3 separate regions of the Rattus norvegicus genome follow, and regions 2 and 3 are each linked to region 1. The links are chromatin contacts, called in public Hi-C maps. All regions are on one chromosome and are shown on one strand. The core of a region is the stretch at or near the end of the contact, and the rest is flanking DNA. Distances in the headings are between cores, read along the strand shown. Region 1 overlaps Nln (neurolysin). Region 2 holds the start of Erbin (erbb2 interacting protein). Region 3 has its middle 46 kb from the start of Erbin.

Evidence for each region. Hi-C and Micro-C count contacts between places; a contact is called where the count stands out from the background.
Region 2: a contact with region 1 is called in a Hi-C map of Schwann cells, with 7 times the contacts expected there. The contact joins the promoter of Erbin here to the enhancer-like site in region 1. A contact is called at or near these places in 8 of 12 Hi-C or Micro-C datasets (the A7r5 cell line, the Rat2 cell line, Schwann cells and 4 more) and 1 of 1 datasets of contacts at active chromatin or transcription factors (oligodendrocytes).
Region 3: a contact with region 1 is called in a Hi-C map of Schwann cells, with 2.0 times the contacts expected there. The contact joins two enhancer-like sites. A contact is called at or near these places in 3 of 12 Hi-C or Micro-C datasets (the Rat2 cell line, Schwann cells and mammary epithelial cells).

The regions. Positions count from the first base shown.
Region 1 is chr2:36,880,775-36,885,893 of GRCr8, reverse strand. Nln (neurolysin) reads left to right here. Exons shown (of 13, transcript NM_053970.2): 10 at 4,774-4,960. Among named protein-coding and RNA genes, the nearest start is that of Nln, 83 kb to the left of the region's middle. Within about 2 kb of position 2,418, at least 46 of the 93 cell types and tissues checked have an H3K27ac peak or open chromatin away from gene starts, as enhancers often do. A contact at or near this core is called in Schwann cells, where this site is marked.
Region 2 is chr2:36,760,091-36,765,209 of GRCr8, reverse strand. It overlaps Erbin (erbb2 interacting protein), which reads left to right and starts at 3,057. Exons shown (of 26, transcript NM_001427815.1): 1 at 3,057-3,825.
Region 3 is chr2:36,805,883-36,811,001 of GRCr8, reverse strand. No RefSeq gene overlaps it. Among named protein-coding and RNA genes, the nearest start is that of Erbin, 46 kb to the right of the region's middle. Within about 2 kb of position 2,836, at least 48 of the 93 cell types and tissues checked have an H3K27ac peak or open chromatin away from gene starts, as enhancers often do. A contact at or near this core is called in Schwann cells, where this site is marked.

The DNA.
Region 1 (5,119 bases), core at 1,169-3,668:
TTTTTAAAAGGTTACTTTTATGTGTCTGTCTTTATATTTATGGATGCCAGTGGAAACCAGAAGAGGGCAGCAGATCCCTTGGAGCTAGAGTTTCAGATAGTTGTGAGCCCTCAGGACAGTCCTGGGAACTGAACTCTGGTCTTCTGGAGTCAGTCCTCTGAACCACTCAACCAACCCCTCCAGACCCTGTATTATGTTATTTTTGGTAATAAGAGAAAGTTTGGTTTTTTTTTTTAAGACAAAGAATGCTCAGGGGTTTTGTTTGTTTGTTTGTTTGTTTGTTTGTTTTGTTTTGTTTTTGGTCTTTTTGTTATTTTGTCTTTTTTTTCCCCCAGAGCTGAAGACTGAACCCAGGGCCTTACACTTGCTAGGCAAGCGCTCTACCACTGAGCTAAATCCCCAACCACAGGTTTTTTTTTTTTTAAAGCAGAATTATTATCTCTTGTGCACAATATACAAAGAATGGTAGGATAGAATTCAAACTAAGAAGTTAGAGTGTCTTGAATTTTTAAGATTCAAGGACATGAAAGCCTAACTCTGTCAAGAGAAGTAGGACAAAGGAAACGTTAAGTACTCAAAGAACCCCATGAGAAGACATGAGGCTGGTTCGAGGCCCAGCGGAGCCTGAGAGAAGCAGTCTTTGAGTTACCTGAGCTACATTCTCCACACTGCACTCTTCTCACGCCTCAGTGCACCGACCAAGAGCTGGGCCGGCAGGCATGCCATGGGAAGCCAGGTTCACGCTCTGACCTCATGTCCAGGTTAGGTAGAACTTTTGTTTTCTTCTGAAAAGGAGCAGTTTAAATAAGTGCCTAGTTAGAACAGCATAGGTACCTGAAGGCAAACCCATGAAGTTCAGTTGTGACATTGAAGATTTTCCCAAATCGTGTTTCTTCCTGTCCTAGATCTTGACTGACCTGTTGAGCTGCAGGACTGCTGTGAAGACTAAGAAGAGATGAACTGTTTCTCGTATCTTCTTCCAGTGATGGCGAGATATGTTGGGAGATAAAACCATGACCTCTTACCCATCTAGTAATAGGAAAGTCTAGTAGCTAGCGACCACTTGTTGTTAGTGTCCTGTCCTGGTACATGAACTTCTCCATTAGCTGTAGATGTGGGGTAGATCAGACAGATTAGCATGCGGACCACATGCTATTAAACCAACAGTAGGCCACTTGGGTCAGCCAAGGTCCCTTCTCCTGAGGCCCATCATTTTTCCTAGGCATACTGTACTTACTCATTCCAACAGCGGCCTTTTCTTTGCTTTGGAATTTGTTATCATGAAAATGACCCATAGTTGTAACCAATAAAAGGAGTTGGTCTCTTAATTAGACAATAATAATCGATAACACTTTGACCTTCGGTGTTACGAGTGTTCACATGACACATTTAGTTGTTTGTGTCATTTTACTCTACTGTGTAAGTTTAAAGGTTAATCTCTACATCAGCAAGACCCACGTTTTAAATCTGCAATGGAATATATTCTAGACATCCTAATGTCTGTTCAGGGAATAGTAAAACAAAGACAAACATTTAGACTAGAGAGGCAGCTCAGTAGTTTAAAAAAAAAATGTTGCTCTTGGGGAGGACCCAGGTTCAGTTCCCCGCACCCACATGATAGCCCATGACCATCTATACCTCCAGTTCCAAGAGATGCAACACCGTCTACCAGCCTCCACGGACACCAGGCATGCATGCCTGTATACGTACATGCACACAAAACACCACACACATAAAATGAGTCTTTAGAAAAAAACACAAAGAAAATTCTCATATTAGGTAACTTTGCCTCTCAAAAATCCCCATCCAAACAGAAACCTAAGCTAACCATATTTTTCTAGGCTCTTGTGATCAAAACATTTTCTGCAAGAAGTGTGCTCTGAGTTGCCAATTGGATTGTTTCATGGCTGGCATAACACTTAATTTTATCTGGGAGATAGATGAACATTGCTAGCCTTTATTATTTTTAACATCCCCAAACTGATCATGCTAAGAACTAAGTAGGCAATTACTCTAGGACTCTAAACCTTGGAAGTGGATAGTCGGTAGTGAGTGCCAATTCAGCTATCCACTCCACAGTCCTGTGCACAAGACCCCCTCAAAGGGGGATCCTTTGGCCAGGGAATTTAGTTGTTTGCTGGAAATTGAGCTTCTGAATTTCGTAGGATTTTTTTTTCCTCATGTGAAAAATATTTAATTGATGTTGCCCAAAGGGTTCACAAAGGCACAGCCTGGCTGACTTTTGGGAAATCTGTAAGCAGTCGAGCTGTTTTTAGCTTTTACTCCTTCCTCACAAACATTTCCTTTTGTTCTTTTGAGAACATTGTTGATCTGTTCATTCATTGGCAGTGTTCTGCCCCGCTAGCAGACTTAGGGAGAATAGGCCCTCTCTTCTCCATGCTGGTAACATAACCATGTGGATTCTTCTTTGTCCAATTTCAGCTCTAACTCATGAGTGACTCATCTGTTCATTTCCCCCCCTGGATACTGAGCAGACCCTTCCCCCAGTGTGTGTGTGTGTGTGTGTGTGTGTGTGTGTGTTGCCTTTACACAAGCAAGATTTACAAAGCTTCTGATTTTGTCGTGTTGTATGTTGGTAGCTGATGGCTGATGTCCCCTTGTTTGTACTGCTAGTATCTGTTTAAAAGCTATGCATCAGAGAACCATGCCTTCCTCATTGCCGCCTCAGAATAGATAGTTGCACAGCCTAACCTTGTTTACCTCAGCCTCCTTTGAGTCTCCTCTAGTCTCAGGAGGAAGTAATGTTTCTTGGGGAACTTAACTCAGATGGCACTCTAATTCTTCACACAAAGGAGAAGGGTGTTTGTTTGGGGAGCTTTTTTGGTTTGGGGTGTTTTTTGTGTGTACAGTAAAGATGCACTAGATTAGAACATCCTTGTTAAGATTATAAGTTTTAGGCTCATCTGCTGCCTTCTCTGTGGCTGAGTGTCTTCCTGTTGCCATCTGGTTTTAAATCCTACGTCTGCTATTATTCTGCGTGTGCTTCAGTTGCCTTCATTCACCAACGGAAGTAATCGAATGTGCACCATACACTAATGTGGGGGTGGAGGAGCTACATGCACATGTTCATGTGTGTACAAGTGCACATTTGTACACCTGGGTGTGGAAGCCAGAGGCCAGACTCTGCTGTTGTTCCCTAGTAGTTGCCCACCTTTCTTTCTGAGTCAGAGTTTCCCACTGGTGCCTGAGCCTGATACCAGGCTGGTTTCCTGGTTACCTGGCAACACTTCTCATTCCACTTCCCAGCTGCTGGGATCACAGGTGCGCATGGCACCACACCCGCTGGCGTTACAAGTGCGTCTCTACCACACCTGCTCGTTTACCTGTGTGCTGGCCATGGAATTTAGGTCCTCATGCTTTGGAACAGAAATGTTACCAACCAGACCATCCTGAGCTTCTTGTATAGAGATTTAAGTCATACTGTTCATGTCAGAGCCAGACAAAAGAGCCCAGGAGAAGTCTTCTCTGGGCACTGGCATTTACCTGTAATGTGAATGCAATCTTAAAGTGTTACATACCAGAATGAGGCAAAATGCTCTCATTCTGGGGTCTTTGCCTCTTCCCCTGTACAAATGGGGGCAGAAAGTGGGGTTTGAGGGATGGGGTATGTCCTCAACAGAGGTGCCCCAATTCCAGTGCTGCTTGGACCTTTGTATTGCAGCCTTTCCTATCTAGAATCAGCACAATTATAACGTGAAGTCAAGCAGAGTATTTTGCATAGAGAGGAAGGCAGAATGTGCTGTCATTCTGACATCTGTGCCTGTGCCCTGGGCCAAAAGCAAAATGGTTATACACTGCTGATTTGGCACCCCATCTGCTGCCTTCTCCGTGGCTAAGTCCTCTTCCTGGTTTCTCCTTTGTAGAGCCTGGGGTAATGAATAGTGCTGGGATGTGAAGCATCAGGAGGGGAAATGGGGTGGAGGCACGGGAAACAGGAGGGTCCTATCCTATAGCCGACCCTGTGGCTCAGTGCTAACTCTTCTCTGTTGCTCACGGCTTGCAAGTGCTCTGTGGATAGTGATGATTCAAAAACACTACCCCAGAGAAAGAGAACGGAAACAGCAGAAAACAAGCCACGGGCCTATTGTGAGAAAGCTCTGCCTTTCTGCTTGGGCGCTTTTCACAACATCACACTCAATCGAGAGTGTTTTGAAACTTGGCTTTCAGAGCTCTTAGGCCAGGCCCCCTGAGAAAGCGAGTCCCTTCTTCCCACCACAGAGGTTTTGAACGTTGAGTGTATTGCTTCTTTCTCATTGTGTTCACGTTCCCTCGCCCTCTTGCAACTCATCTATCTGCAGGCTTGCCTTCCAGGCCACTGGTCTCTGCAAAGTCTAGCTCAGGCTTCCCACAGCTCACACACACACACACACACACACACACACACACACACACACACACACCCCAGTCTGGAATGTTGTAACTTAACTCTTTAACTGATTGAAACTTGAGTCGTTGAGCAACAGTGGTGAATGCCCAGAAAGGCATGTATTGAGTAAACACGAAAACCAACTGCAAGGAGGAGCTTGAGAGAGACTGTTTATCTAAGGGAAATGGTTTGCCTTCGCCCCTAACCCCAAGTGCTAGGGTCACATTCACAGCCTGACACAGTAGACAACTTTCTGCCAGTGAGCTACATAGAATTCCAGTGCTTTGTTCTCATTCTGCCGTAAGTGCTGGTGGGTCTCATTATAATTCATTGCATGTATAGTTTTGCTCATTCTTTCTGAAAATACTGTTATGTGTGCTTTCCAGACTGACTTTGCACGATTCAGTGGAACAAACGTGGAAACTGACTTTGTAGAGGTGCCATCACAAATGCTTGAAAACTGGGTGTGGGACGTTGATTCCCTGCGAAAACTGTCAAAGCATTATAAAGATGGACACCCTATCACAGACGAGCTGCTCGAGAAGCTTGTTGCTTCTAGGCTGGTCAACACAGGTATGATTGAACATTCTAGAGAGGAACAGTAAATAGGAATTGGCTAATGCAGACTTCCTGGCAGCTCCTTCTGTCATACGTACTTTGACTTTAATAACATACCTAGGAGTGCTGCGTGTGGAGGAACACTGGGCGTGTTGGAATGGGACTGCGTCTAAG
Region 2 (5,119 bases), core at 1,808-4,307, 120 kb after region 1:
AAACTTTGACTTTAGATAACTAACTCTGTGGCAAAGGCTGAGAAAAGAAGAATGATCATCTCAGATTTTTCCTTGCAGTCTGCCAGTGTCTCTTCTCCGGTGCCTGCATATTATAACTGCTTGGCTGCCATGGTGCTCTGATAGAGCATCTTTAAAAAAAAAACATCAAACTAATACCAGTGCCAGTGCCCTTTCTCTGGCTCCTTTCTCTGGTGGGCTGTATTAGCACCCTTTGGAATGCCCGAGGCCTCACAAGTGTTATTTTGATGAAGTACTTTATCTCCATCAGTGCTCTCCTCAGCCCTGGGTGAGAAGGGGATCACAAAGGGTGGCTCCTTGTGTTTCTCAGAACACGACAATGGGGAAGCTGTACTGCTATCAACGGTTCTCTCTTGAAGGTGGTCCTAGAGGCCAGTTTACCTGCGCAGAGTCACAGCCAGGCAGCCTTGCTAAAGGTGAGGTTTTAGTTCTCTGTTTAATCATAAGTGAAGAGCTCACAGTCCTTCTTTAGTTCAAGATCCTGTGAGAGGATTTTCAAAGGAGGCACATCAGTCAAGGACAGAACAAGAGTGTTTGTGAGGAAGCCCAGAGAGAAGATTTGGCCATTTCTGTGTCTGTCCCTGTTAAACAGTGTTGAGTAACAAAAGACTGGTCATTTGTGAGCACCGGACACCTGAGCATACATGGAGAGGCTATTTCATGGATCCGGAACTCTGGGAAACACTTCATAAGGGATTTTTAAAGAGACATTTGACCAAATAGGTGGTGTATCCTGACTTCAAACACACATGGACTAGCCTGGAATGTTTTCCTTAAAATTATGAGCAATGTTATTATAGCTCTGTCTCGGCTGTACAGGACATACTAAAATGTGCATCACCCTCAGGGATCGTTCTACAGCGTAGTCAGACGTTCTGAACGGGACCATTTTATGGCCTGCATTCCTCTGTTCTCCTGTACTGTTCTGAGGCTCATTCTCCTCTATTCACTCAGCATTGACATATGTTATCTCTGTTCTCTCTTTCACTGAAAGCTGCTTTAGGGATCAATCTGATGAATTAGGTATAAATGACTACTGTTAAGGTTTAAAACATTACTTTTCCTAGGATTATGGCTTTGCTCTAGAGAAATAAAGCCGAGGGAATAAATGCAACAGACAGAATTTCAGGTGAGTTATGGCAACTTTTAGTCTGGGTGGTAGTTACAGTAGTCCCCAGCAGGAATTTACATTAAAAAAAGGCTAGGACCAGAGCAAGTTTTAACCTAGAGATGGGGTTTCATGTTATTTAGGCTGGGGTTAGGTTTATTTCAATCTATTGTACTACTCCCTTTCTTGCATGGTGCTGGGAATCAAACCCAGGGCATGGATTCTACTACTGAGCTACGTAGGGAATCACATCTAACAGGGTGTAAATCTACAGGATGCAGTAGTACTGGAATCCCAGGAGTCAACTGAGTTCTCACTGGATTGGAAGTTGCTTCATCCAGGACACTTCAGGATAGTGACCCTTTGATCACAGCCTTGCCACTGAGCTCTGATCAAACTCCAGACATTTTCTGAAGATGGTGTAAGACTTTCTCATGTCCGATGAAACGGTCTGTACAAATACATTGTTTTGTTCTTTTTTTAAAAATACACACTGGTTAAGATCCCTGTCAGTGTAAGTTAGATTCCCAAATTGAAATTACTAGATCTGCCATTCCCAGGGCTGTTGTCAAATGTTTTCAGAGGCCTGATACCACTGTCCTCTGTGCTAAGAATCTTATGTTCGTGTTAATACTAGCAGTTTTGGGGGTAGCTAAAATGCTTCCACTTCGATTCAAAATGACTTGAATATCTTTGGAGTTATTCCAAGTATTCGTCTCTGGCGTAGAACTCACTTTAGTAAATAATTCTTTGGTGGACTTCGTGAACTCATTCCCTTGGATGCAAGCCAAAACTCATCTGTAAGGCATATAGCTTTTTATTCAAAGTTGGTGATGAATAATTATCTCTGGGCTACAGACGGAAGTACTGAACCAGTGGCTTGAAGGACCCAGAGGCTAATTACCATCCCTGTGCATAGTTAATACAGAAGAGTGGGGGTGGACGATGGTTTGCCCAGAATCTATTCCATTCCCTCGGGTAAAACAAGGATGTTCTGTCTGCTAACATACTTAAAGCAGTAACTGTAAAAACGGCAATGTTATGGTTGAAGCTTTCTAAGCCATATGTGTTGACAGAATGCTTAAGTCTCTCTCTGCAATAAACGCAAACCCTGCCAGGCAGAACTACCAGGGCCAGCGCGACTGAACGACTGCACGCCCGAAAGCGTAGGGGCTGGAAGGCTGCGCAGCGCTCGGAGTGCATCCAATGTTTCCTCTAACAAAGGCACCGTCTTGAGGCAATTTCGCGGGCCCCGCTCCCCTTCCCAGCACCAGCTTTGTCTCCTCGGAGGGGCCCCAGGCGCGTCGCCGCTTCCAGCAAGCTCGGAGGCCGGCCCGGCGTGGAAAGAAGCTGCACGGAGCCGCGGCCGTGGTTTCCTGCAACCTGAGCGTGCCATTAGAGGATGTCGGAGTGCTGCGGCTGAAAGAGATACCTGCTGCCTGGAAATCGGGGCTGCACTTGAACAACCTCTTTGCACCAATTACGATCGTACAAAGAAACTCGATCGGCCGGGGCGGCGGAGGCCTCGCGGGGTCGTACGGGGGAGCTCGGCGGGCCCGGCCTCGGGGGGCGGGCCTCCCGTCGCGCGCCTCCCAGCCAGCCCGCGGCCCCCGGCCCGCGCCCCCCGCCGCCGACGTCGGGCGCGTAGACCCCGTGCGCGCTGACTGGCTCGCGCCGGCCTTCGCCCGGCTGTGGGCGGTTGGGGCGCCCCCGCGGGAGGCCGCCCCGCCCCCGCCGCCGCCGCCGCCCCCGCCGCCGCCGCCGCCGCCGCCGCGCGCAGCCTCGGCCCCCTAGCCGCCGGGGCGGTGGCGCTGTTGCCGCCGCGGCCTGTGAGGCAGAAACTCCCTCCACCCCGGTCCGGCCCGGGTCCGCCTCCTCCTTTCTCTCCTCCGCCTCGCCTCCCCTCTCCGTCTCCCGCTCGAGTGAAGGTGGCGCGGCGGCGCGCGACGCAGCCTCGGCCCCTGGCGCGGGCCCGCGAGCTCCTGAGGAGACCGCGCCACCGCGGCTGCGGGGAAGGAGAACCGGGGAGAGCGCAGGGACTGCGGCGGGGAGACTGGAGGGTTAGAGCGGGAGTGGCAGAGACCGGGCCGGCCGGTCGGACTGCCCGACCGACGGTCGCCTTCCAGCCTGCGCGGCCGGTCGGCTCCGGCTCGGGGCGGCGGGGGCCGGACGGGCGCAGGGTGCGGCCGGCGCACTCGAGACAATACCCGCGCGGCGCGGCTGTGGGGGCGGAGGCCTAGTGCGGCCCAGGCCAGCGGAGCTCCGCGTCCTCGCCCCCGTGGGCCGCGCAAGGTCCCGCGGCTCGGGGCGGGCGCCGTCCCCTCCCCCTCGGCGGCGCGCCGCCCCGGGGTTCCGGGTTCCCGGGCACCGAGCTGGATCCTGCTTTTCACCCAGGCAGGAAGTGAGTTTCGCACGGCAATTCCGGGCGGTGTCACGAGTGAAAAGTTTTTTCCTTCGGCGGAGAACCTAGACGAGGCTGGGAAACTCCTGACAGAAGTCGCAAGCAGGAAGCCAGCCCGCACCCCAGCCCCCACCGAAGCAGCCGCGCTGCTGCGGGCGGCAGCTCCACATCCGCCTAGTCCTCGCGGGAGCCTCGGCGGGGCCCGGAGCCACTGAGGAAGGGCAGGAAACCATGTCAAGCCGAGCCTCGGGACGGCTGCCCTGAGACACCCGGAGAGGTAATTTTTTTTTTACGGGAAGCGTCCAGCCAAGTTCGTGGGCCGGAAGCGACGGTACTTTAGTCTACCTCGCTCTGCCCGAGTTGTCTGACTTCTTTCTCCCTGGTCGGAATGCCTTGTCGTTTTAGCAACTGAATAGTAAAACTGATTTACCCCCTTGCCCCGTCTACCGTCTGGATTCCTTTCTTTTTAAGATGGGGTTGTAAGAATGTGGTGGGACGAAAAGTTTTTCAGCCGTCGGAAGAAAGAGTTCCTTTGTTGAGCATAAGGGCCAGAAGTTTTAGTGTTCCGGGACGTATACAATGTATATCAAGTTGCTGAGTCTGGCAACTTTTGTTTCGGAAGAAAGTTAAGTCTCGCTGCGGGGAGAGACTGATTCGCTCTCACTGAGATGGCTGCCACATTTGTTTATGTTGGTGTGGATTGTTTTGGTTTTCGCGTTAATCCTACATGGAGGTCGTTTTAAGGCACGTCTTTTTCTTTGGACTTAAGAAACTGCCTGCCTGCCATTCTCGATTGCTTTTTCTGGACGGCCAAGGAACTACTTGTAGTAAGTCATGCCTTCTTTTCAGTCCGTAGCTTACAGTGCTTGTTTGGTTACCTGATTGAGGACGAGCAGCTGCTAAATTTTTCTTGAAACTGGCGTTCTAGGAAGCAGAATGTCGTAAAGAGTATGGATAGAGACGGAGAAGGATATGGCTACCAAACCAAAACAAAACCCAAACACCTGCAAGAAGTTGATTAGTCAGGACTTGTATGCCGTTCCGATTAGGAACAACATTGGAAGGGAAGAGAAATAAAATCCTTAAGATTTTCAGGAGAGTCACATTGTGCGAAAAAGTGGCGCTGTTTTGCAGATGTATGGTCCTCATATTTTTTCGTGTTGGCCCATCTGGTTTTGTTTGGTTCTGCCTAATAAGTGATAGGTACAGACTGTGCGGGCAGGAATTCGTGAAGCATGGCAGACATTCCACCAGTCAGACTTAGGAACGCTTCTGAACCAATGAAACCTTCTTTATGGGTAAAACTAGTTTTGGTTGCAGTCTACCCTACTGTCTTTTCCCTTAGTAGTGCTTCAATTGTGTGCCTTTGTAAGTGTAGTTTGTTTGCTTCCCCTCTTCCCCCCAAGTGCTTTTGTGGTAAGGGAAGTGACAGATAATACTGTGTTTTAAATAAATATTAACTATAGGTAGATGTAGCTTAAGCTTAAATTGATGTTTAATCAGATATTACCAAAATAATTACCAGAAACTTGAGGGGAAAGAGTTGACTTCCTTTAGTTGAAAGAGGAAAG
Region 3 (5,119 bases), core at 1,587-4,086, 75 kb after region 1:
ATTAATCTTGCCCGAGGTTATACACCCAGCCTAGAGTAACCTGCATCCAGTGACTGGTCTCAGAGCCATATAACACATGGACACTTTGAAGGGACTTTAGATTGGTGCTCCTTCCATTACGGTCCCACTGGCCCCTCTGGCCTGCTTATTCTGTTCCCCTTCATTGCTGTTGCCCTGACTGTGATTCCACAGTAGGAGTGCAGTCCTAAAAGCTAAGCGTGTGCCTTACCACTCACAATGCACACTTCAGAGTACATTCCAGAGAGATTCCCCTTGGGGATGAGAGGGCCATCAGGATATAGGCATCTGAGTAGTAAATATGCTGGCAAAAATAACAAGAACCAACAATTGGGCTTTTAAAACGGTAGGTTTACTTGTATGGAAGCTGAATTTGGAGAGGTAGGGGTGAGCCCAGTGACGTTTGCCCGCATCATGGACACTCGCTAATCTGTAGAAGGGAATCTATAGTGGGTCTTGAAGGCAGAATTGGTGCCTGGAGGACCTGAGAGGCCAGTAATCGGGGCAGCAACTTTTGTACAACAGCAGTGTAGAACCACCAGTGTTGTAGACCATGATGCTCCAAGCAAATCAGCTGCCTGGAGTCTTTGCTAGATCAGCTGTCCTGCTTGCACAGCCGCCCCCAACAGTGCCCCATCACTGGCTGTTCTGTCTGAAGAAGGGAGGGGAGAGGGCTGTTATACCCTCACCTGAAATTCCAACTGCTTCTCCCCCCAGACATCTGTAGTTCCGCCTCAATTTTGATTGTGGGGGAAGATATGAGAGTATTTAGGATAGGAAGGTTAACTAAGGGGACTCTGTCTATGTGGCCATAAGAACCCATCATTCCCTGCAGGTGAAGACTTTGCAGTGTGGTAGCTTTGACGTCACCCATGCTCCCACAAACAGCCCCTCATCTAAGCTTTGTAAGTAATCACATTGAACTCATTGGCTCTCAGGTTGAACTTTTCATAAAGTCATCCTTTGACTTGTTGTTGGGATCTTGTAACGGGGAAAGTCTCCCTAGGGAAAGGATTCTTGAAACAACCATCCAAGTCTTTTGGCTGCTAGTGCAGGAGCCATGGACGTAAGAAGGAATTTTGGTATAGCTAACAGAGGATCTGACCTGGAAAGCTGATACAGACAATATACATTTGCTAGGGATGGTGGCATGTGCCTACAGTCTCAGCATGTGAAACAAGAGGTTGGGGCAGGAGGAGCGGGCATTTTGAGGCCAAGTGGCTGGAGGGATGGCTCAGTGGTTAAAAGCACTGACTGTTCTTCTGAAGGACCTGGGTTCAATTCCTAGCTCCTACATGGCAGCCAAAATTGTCTGTAACTCTAGTTCCGGGGGATTGGATGGTCTCTTCTGGCCTCCTCAGGCAATGCACAAATGCGATGCACACAAACATGTGCAGGCAAAACACAAGCACATATTTAAAAAAACTGAAGCCAGCCTGAACTATATAGTGGGTTTGAGCCCAGCCTAAATGACATAGCAAGACCTTGTCTCAAACAAACAAACAAAAAATAAAAAAAAAATAATCACAGCATGGCAGAGGCAGGTAGATCTCAAGACTAGTCTGGTTTACAGAGGGACAGCCAGGGCTACACAGAGAAACTCTGTCTCAAAAAACAAACAAACAAACAAAAAAAAAAAAACTAACCAAACAAACAAGCAACAAAAACCCCAAAGAATAACAATTCATTTTAAAATAATGAACTTCTTGGGGCTGGAGCGATGGCTCAGTGGTTAAGAGCACCTGTTGCTCTTGCAGAAGACCTGGGTTACATTCCCAGCACCCACATGGTGGCTCTCACCATCTGTAACTCCAATTCCAGAGCACCCAGTACCTTTCTCTGACTTCCACAGGCCCAGACATGCACATGGCACACACACACACACACACACACACACACACACACACACACACACACACACAGAAAACCACACACACAACACACACACACAAAACACACATACACACACAACACACACATACACACACACATACACACACACATACACATACACACACAAAACCACACACACAACACACACACAAAACACACACACACAGAAACACACACACATACACACACAGAAACACACACACATACACACACACACAAAACCACACACACAACACACACACACAAAACACACATACACACACACAACACACACACATACACACACACAGAAACACACACACACATACACACACACACAAAAACCACACACACAACGCTCACACACACACACACACACACACACACACACACACACACACACACACTGTACAGTCTTTTTGGTTTTGAGCCTAGCATTTTTTTTCTTTTTTTTCTTTTTCTTTTTTTCAGAGCTGGGGATCAAACCCAGGGCCTTGCGCTCGCTAGGCAAGCGCTCTACCACTGAGCTAAATCCCCAACCCCTAAGCCTAGCATTTTTAATGGTTGAGCCATCCCTCCACCTCCAAAAAAAATAAATCTTTAAAAAAAAAAAAAAAGACTTATGCACATCTGATCCGACGGAAAGAAGAAGCATGAATGGATTCAGGCAAAGAAGGAAGACTGTAGGCCACACGTTTCAGGGAGGTAAACACAGAAGCACAGCCTGCTTGTCTTTGGGAACTACATTCTCACCTCTCCGGCTGCCATCTGAAGCAGCAAAATTGTTTTTGGTAAGTGACATTGGCAAGCGGGACCCGCGAGCCCGGACCGATCTCTAACTTAATTACTGGACTCTCATTTGATTGCTTGGTTGGTGCTGGTCTCTAATGACCACAGTGTCATTCTCCGATGCAGCTGTTGTTTCTGACGGCACTGTTATCTTTGCATGCTAAAATGGTTACTGTTATCCTTAAATGACTGCACGGAGTGCTGCTCGGTTACAATGGCATCTATGTCTGGTCTCAGACAAACCGGTCTTGTACTCGCTGATCTAAAAATTACAATTAGCAACCCCGTTCTTGCCACTCTGTTCTGTGCACTCTGTCACTGACATCTTTTTTTTTTTTTTTTTTTTATCTCCCAGCCGAAAGCTATGCAGTATCCTGAAGAAGTGCAGGATTGCTTTTGTTTGACGAGCCTGCTACCTCCTTGTGGGACCCTTGATTAGGCGAATGAGCCCAGGTTTCAGGTTTCCCTTGCTGCTTCCCAGGGCTTGCTGTGGCTTCAGTGCTGTTTCTAAGCCCTGCTCTGACTCGCTGTCCGGAACTGGAGCCGCACAGCGATCCTCATCTACAGTTTAACCCCACCGCTCACTCGGGTGCTGTTCTTGTTCCTAGGCCAGGGGAGCCACAAACCCTCTTCGCCCTGCAAAGCCTCTGCTGTCTCTGGTAGTCCCGGGTAAGCATCTCTGCCTGACTCTGTAGCTCCTCCCTGCTTTGTATGAGGGTCCAGATTCGCCCACATCACTCTCACATCTTGGGAAACAGAGTATGCCCTTGCCTCCAGTGACGGGCTGAAGGACACTATCTGAGCACCGCCTCTACACAGAGGAAATGTAAGAATTCTCCACCGTATGTTTCATTTTCCCAGGAAGACCAGCTCAGCTGTAACCCGGCCAGGGCCCTTGGCTTACTTAATCTAAGTTGAGTGGGGGGTCAGGAAGGAAAGTAGCGTGTTTTAAAGCGAGTTGTTTTCCTAGGTGTGATGGCAGTCGCACGCCATCCTAGCATTGAGGCAGGAGGATAGCAAGTTTGAGGACAGCCTGCGCTATTTTGTAAGACCCAGGCTGGCACAGTAAACTTACCCAGATCCGGATTCTGCTACCTTGGGCCTGTTTATGGTGGCGTTCCTATAATCTCAGCGCTCCAAAGGTAGAGAGGCAGGCCTATCTCGGTGAGTTCAAGGTTAGCCTCGTCTCCACGGTGAATTCAAGCCATCCAGGGGTGAGAAGCGGGACCCCTTTTTTTACCCCAACCCCCCAAAAGCATATATATATGCATATAAATACATATACATATATGATATATATATCACTTCCTATGTGATTATATATGTATGTGTTCATATATATGCATATATACACACAAATATTTAATATTTGATAAATATTTAAAATTTGATAAATTATATTTGATAAATGTTAAATAAACGTTAGTTCATTAGAAGCTTTACATCTCGAATAGCTCCACGTAATCCCTACCCAGACTTTGGTATGGGACAAGTCCTGCAACCACAGGAGTCCTCCCAGACCCTTTCTCAGCTGGTATTCCACCTTCCATCAGCCTGGCCCCAAGGCTGCTACTTCTTATTGCTGCCATTTTTCAGTGTTGCTGCTCTTGAACTGGGTAAAGGGGTAATCACGCATAGACTCTTTCCAAGCCTCTCTTCGCTTGCCTGTCAATATGAAATTCACCAATATTACACTAGGATTTTTTTTTTAAAGTCTTACTACTTAGCCTAGGTAAGGCTCTAATGCCTGACCCTCCTACCTCAGTCTCTCACACTCTGGGGTTAGAGGTTTATGCCAGGATACCTGATGAAACTGTCACCGGGCTGTCATCTACCTCTTGGCATGTGCTACTCCAGCTCTTCTTTTCACCAATTGATTTTCTATGGTTTACCTCTGCTTGGCCCAGCTCATCCCTGGAATGAAAGAATGGAGATCTAGCCTCCAGCTTAGAGCATGACTTCAAGCTGGGTCTTAGGTCAAAAGCAATGTCTCAGTGGCTCCCATGGAACCTAGCCTAGCTGCGTGAATTAAGAGTATTAATTGGGGGTTGGGGATTTAGCTCAGTGGTAGACCCTGGGTTCGGTCCCTAGCTCCGAAAAAAAGAAAAAAAAAGAGTATTAATTGGTTTTAGGACCAAAGATTTATAAGGACTTTCCTGGTGTTGCTGTCAGGGCACAGTGGCTAACAGCCTTTCCATTTCCCTTTACCGCCACCGTGTTCCTTATATCCTCTGGCATCTTCCTTGTTACATTCCTCCTCTGAGCATGATACCTGCCTAGACAAGTTTCTGCCTGATCATACGATCGTCTGTGAAAGTCTAACTATAGATCCTGCTAATTCCTGATCTATCTGCTCTTCTCACTCCTGAACCAAGGGTAAAGGAATAGAGTTGACAGAACAGAACGCTGCCATTCTTCCGAAGGGAGCCCGACCAGTGTG